2 separate regions of the Hordeum vulgare genome follow, and region 1 is linked to region 2. Evidence: chromatin contacts called from public Hi-C data. All regions are on one chromosome and are shown on one strand. Each heading gives the region's core, a stretch centred on a gene start, on an enhancer-like site or on the middle of the called end of the contact. The rest is flanking DNA. Distances are from core to core; before and after follow the strand shown.

Evidence for each region. A called contact is a pair of places that touch in the nucleus more often than the background predicts.
Region 1: a contact with region 2 is called in a Hi-C map of seedling, with 2.3 times the contacts expected there. The contact joins the promoter of LOC123440421 here to the promoter of LOC123444714 in region 2. A contact is called at or near these places in 1 of 6 Hi-C or Micro-C datasets (seedling) and 1 of 1 datasets of contacts at active chromatin or transcription factors (embryo).

Annotation. Positions count from the first base shown.
Region 1 is chr3H:528,442,073-528,444,772 of MorexV3_pseudomolecules_assembly, forward strand. LOC123440421 reads left to right here and starts at 1,325. Exons shown (of 2, transcript XM_045116986.1): 1 at 1,325-1,774; 2 at 1,963-2,700. The coding sequence starts at 2,000.
Region 2 is chr3H:528,070,585-528,073,284 of MorexV3_pseudomolecules_assembly, forward strand. It overlaps LOC123444714 (probable inactive receptor kinase At5g58300), which reads left to right and starts at 1,418. Exons shown (of 3, transcript XM_045121529.1): 1 at 1,418-1,746.

The DNA.
Region 1 (2,700 bases), core at 75-2,574, 370 kb after region 2:
AAGGTCGTCGGGGAAGGGCAAAAGCCCTCCACCTAAATCATTTTCCATTTTCATTATCTAGTGAGGTATTTTGAGTGCCAATACTAAGCTTTTGGATTCTGGTTGTATTTTCTGAACATAAGGAGTACATTTTTTTTAGAAAAGGAGGATGACCCCCGGCCTCTGCATCTGGGAGATGCATGCGGCCATTTTATTGATTATTCTTGAGGACCTTACAAAGCAGTACAACAATATGCCTGAATCCGCCATCTTGGCAACATCTGCCGTTACTTCTATCCATATGAAGAAGGGGTGCAAGCTGGACCAAATACCCAGACCTCTCACCTAAGCCTAACATCTAAAGCCGGAGACCCTGACCGAGCCACATACCGGGTCCGGGGCACAAACCGGTCCAACGCACTCACATGTGTCGTCGCCGCCATCTTCCACTGGTCCATCTTCAGATCAGATTGAGGTACCAGCCTTGGCAGGTGCCCCCGCCATCGACGTCATCATGACGCCAAACGACGACCTCCACCTATGCGAGTCCGTCTCCAAGCAACGGACGGAGATCCATGCTAGGATAGGGCCGCACCACCGCCGTCGCCCACCACCCACAAGCGTCACCCAGCCCCAAGGTTCCCAAAGCGACGCCTTCAAGAAGGGAACGGCGCCGTGAGCGCCGCCGCCGCCCAACAAAGTTAAGGCTTTCGCCCGGGAGACCTAGGGAAAGGGGAAGTGAGGGGATCAGTCCATACCGACGCCTCCAAGGAGGGGAACGACGCCCTCAGGCGTCGCCTTCAACGCGGCCGGCCATGGCCGACCAGGGATTTCGCCCGAACGAGGTGCTAGATCGCGCGCCCCGGCCACCGTGAAAGCCGCCGCCAGACGCCAGCGACCACATAAGGAGTACATGGTTTTCTCCTTCATAAAATTCGCCACACCTAAAAATTATTCATGTCTCCGCCACTGCTAAGGGCGAAAGGGAGGTGTAGGCAAGTCGGCTAGCACTCGGGTGGAGCGACAGTGGTCTAGTAAGGCCTTTGTGGTAGAGTGTGTGGTACAACGGCGACGTTGGTCTCGCTACGCTGATACACCGCAAGGATAGAGGAACGGGGTAAGAAAGCGAGGCTCTGGGTGTTCTTTTCTTTTGGGTGGGAGGGAGGGTGTGGGAATCCGATGTGGCGGTTGTCTTGATGCCAGCAAACCTCCTCCAGATTTGCTTCTACTTTGTGACAATTCTATGATGTGATGGTCCGTACATTTATCGGACGATTTGACGCACTTTGGTGTTGGAGATGCAGTTGGCAGTACAACTGTACAAGAATTCTTCAGGGAGTTAGGGGGTAGAGCTCGCATGCAGGACCGGGTCCCCTACCATTCTTCGCTTTCAACGCCAGTGCACCTACCGTATGATGAATTCCCTCCTCCTCACGCGTCCGTCAACGTGGGAGGTTTGGAAGCAGCGATCCTAAACGTGTGGCGTGGCCTCCTCTTAATTGGCATCGTCGAGAATTGTCGCCCCATCCTCACATCCCTTCTCCCCGCTGGCTGCTTCCTCGCTCGCTGTCGCGGGAGCTGGAGGTAGACTTTTCTGCTGCTTCCTCGCTCGGTCGTCCTACTGGTTGCTTGCTTGCTTTGGGATCCGCGTTGCAGAAAACAAGAATATCCCGGAGGAGTGATTTTATCTTCGCTCTGCCCGCGGGAGATCGATCAGCTTGTGATCTGCGAAGCAGTGGATGAAGAGACGAGGATAATAATCTTTAGACTCGGGATTTGGCTGCCATCGATCGAGGTAAACCCTCTGTCTGTTCTTGGTCTTGCTCATGAATTCTCGCCTTGTTCTTGCCAAGTAGGGTAGGTTGTATTGTACTAACAGAGGACGCGATCATGTACCCCGAATTCTCTCTCGATGTATACGGGTGATGGATGGTCTTCCCAACCCTAGCTGCCCACTGATTCTTGCCAGCTCGTTTCCTGCAGCTCGTGTCGTGAGAAGAGGCCGGAGACGACGGGGGCCATGGAGAGCGAGCAGGTGAAGCGGCGGTTCGGGCGGTGCCCCTACTGCCGCGCCATGATCTACCAGGACCCGCAGGCCGTCATCTACTACTGCAGCAAGTGCCGCACGCCCATCCGGGGCAAGAACCCGGAGCCGACGGACGACACCGAGTACTCGCTGGCGCAGCTCGAGATCCTCTCCTTCGACACCATGTCCACCTACTCCGACGAGACGGAGCCGTCCAATGGCGGGGACCTCGAGCCGACCAGCCGGGACAACGGGGCCGCCTCCTCCTCCTCGGCGTACAGGCCCTACAGCGCGATCAGGACCGGCCCGAGGAGCGGCGATCTGGGCCGGCACGACGAGGCGGAGGTTCGGGGTAGCGGGTCGCCGCTCCACAGCCGCGTGAGCGAGCTCCGGCCGGCGTCGCGGAGGACCAGGCGGCCGGCGAGCGCTGACCTCGACGCGCCCAAGGACGGGGGCGGGGAGTTCGACGTGCCGCGGACGAGGTCGGCCTCGTCCTACGGCCGCCGGGCGTCGCCGCTGAACTCGCAGGAACTCGAGGCGGCCATGGGCATGGCGGGGGATGGGCCGGCCGCTGGTGTTGCTACGAGATCGCCGCTGGCTGACCCGGGGTTCCAGCAGAACCTCCTGCACGCTCTCGAGAACCTCCGGAAGCTCATCGTCGCCGTCGAGGAGCCGCTCAGAGTCGACGCGCCCCG
Region 2 (2,700 bases), core at 168-2,667:
GAGTAGCACCGCCCGACTTGGACGGTAGACGACCCGTGCTAAAGACTTTGAGCAGTCGCGCAAAGTGCTTCCCAAAAAACCTAATTCGTCCTCTCCCGGTGCAGGATCGCAAAGATGAACGGTTCCGAAGACCTGCTCTCTCGCACGCAGATGCACGTCGGCGCTCGCGATGAGGTAAACTACGACGGCGGCGCAAGTTGTGAGATGAGGCAAAATCGTAGATGTTTTTGGTGTGTCTTTGGCCGACCACGGTAAGCAGTATATATATGAGAAACAAGGTCGGTATCGTGTCGCAATCACGTCTCAAACCGACTTGGTTTCCAAGTCGTATACTTACCGGACAAGAAATTCTCAACTTGTCTGCCAAGACAGAAAAATAAAACGGCAAAAGAAAGTCGTGCTCCCGTAAGGCAACGGACCGAAATTCAGCGGACCATTCTCGCGCACCCTGCCCCGCCCGCCCCGACTAGGCAAGGAGAGCGCGCGTGTGTGGTCTTCTCCTTTCTCTTTTGAACACACACTTAGTGTGGTGGGAAGAACTCACTATATAAAAAGGTCCAATTCTTTTTCAACTAGCGGCATTGGACTAAACTTTAGCACCACCACTTGCCATTTTACTCATAGGCTCAATTTGAGATTTCATAATTTGTAAATGGGCGAGGCCCATTAATTCTAACATGATCAAAACAGAGAGGAAAACAAAAGAAATCAATGCCAATTTGCTAATTACTATCATTACATGCAATGAATTGACCACTCGTATGTCGTCTTAGTTAATCTGAAGTCATTACGAACATTCTTGTACCGTCTCTGGGAGGAGAGCAGGCGGCACAGCTCGGTGTCCAATAGTGTGCATCATTGCCAACTCATGGCTTCTCCTCCCGGGCAGCTCAGCTGTACAGAGGATTTGGATCTCGGTACCGGTCGATCGGAGCGCCACGAGATGGCCGTGCGGCACGGCCGCTGCTGCGCGGCGGGCCTATCCCTGTACCGCCGTGTCCCCCCTCCCTCGCTCCCCCGATCTTGAAACCGGGATCCGGAGACCGGAGGCCGTAAACAAAGCCACGCTGCTATCGCCGATGCTTACTTACACGTCGGTGCGCCCCGAGAAGAAAATGGACCTCCAGAATGTTTTTTTACTTATGTTCTCAAAGAATGTGAGCTTACACTGTTACACACATGCCCTGTAGGCACCAGGCAGACTTCCAGATGTCCGTCGACCCTCCCTCGGGGGGTAAATCCGTCACTCTAACAAACCCCAAAACTTTTACTCTGCAAAATAAGCGCCCGGTAACTGACGCTTCTCTTAAATGCACGCCAAATTTGCACACGCAGTTTCCACCGACCCGCAGTGCCGCACAGCACAGCACAGCACAGCTCCCTCCTCATCTACAGCCACCGCTACAGCGTCCGTCCACACACACACACACATGTAACCCGACACACCCGCACACACAGGCAGTACACAGCTCAGTCGCGGGCGCGCAGCGAGATCGCCACGCCACGCTCTCCTCCACTCTCCAGCCAGGCCGGAGGCGAACTCCAAGGCGGGCGGCGGTCCGGCGCTCCTGCTCCCCGCAATGCCGGCCGCTTCCGGCGCAGATCGGGCCGACTCCTCCTCCTCCTCCCGGCCACCGCTCTCGATCGGCGCGTGACTCTGGGTGGGCGGCCGGAGGACGGCTGGATCTTGCGGCGGTCGGCGCGGGGACGGAAGGACGCATCGCTCGATTTCCCGCCTGGCAAGAGGTTTGCGGCCTTCTCTCCCCTCCTCGCCCGGCGCCTTCCGTTTCTTTATCTTGTTTTCTTGGATACACCGACGCCTTCGGATGCCCAAACCTCTCCCGCCGAGATTGGAACCTGGGCTCGATTCGCCCCCCCCCCCCCCCCCGGGGTTTAGGAACGGAATCGATTAGCGCAATGCAGTTTGTTGGCCGTTGTTTGTTTTGCGCCTGATGGCTAGTGTTAAGCTTTTATTTGTTTCCAAATACGGAGAAGAATGTTTTAATGCCAAGAGCTGGGTAGCACTAGTTCTTGTATCACATTCCTTTCCTACTAGATGAGTTGGTAATTCTTTTCAACACACTGATAAGTCTCTGCTGTTGTAATTCTGTCTACAGAATTATCGACCATCATGGCGCCACCCGGTCCACAGTCAGGTGTATGGATGCGTGTAGGCCGTGCCAGCGGCGTAGTAGCCCATGCAGATGCAGCCATGAACACTTGCATTGATTTATGCCAGCCGGCCAGCCCCCACCTCCCCTCCAAAAAGATTAAAAGACCCTACTTTCCTTCCTCTCCTTCCGTTTCTCGCTTTCTCTCATCCATCGGAGACCTTTACCTCCAGCTCTAGGCCCTGCCTTTTAGTGCCTGTGGCCCTGTGCTGTCACTTCTAGTATTAACCATCTAGTAGTAATTGAGAACACAACGGTAACATGAATTCAGGTGTGGATCATGTAATGTAAGGTTAGGTGAGCACGCTGGTACTACTGCGGTGGTGTGGTGTGGTACATTTAAGTGGATCACCTACCTCCACATAAAGGGAATCTAGCAAATTTTCCTCTGGGAGCCTCGTTGAACAAGTTCTTGCCATCATTTGTCCACCATTTTTTAAATGATGGTTTGCTAGTCCTAAGCTAATGTGCGCAATTTGGGTTCTGCTTTATAAAAAGGAGGCCAATGAGTGATATGAGACGGGCTGTA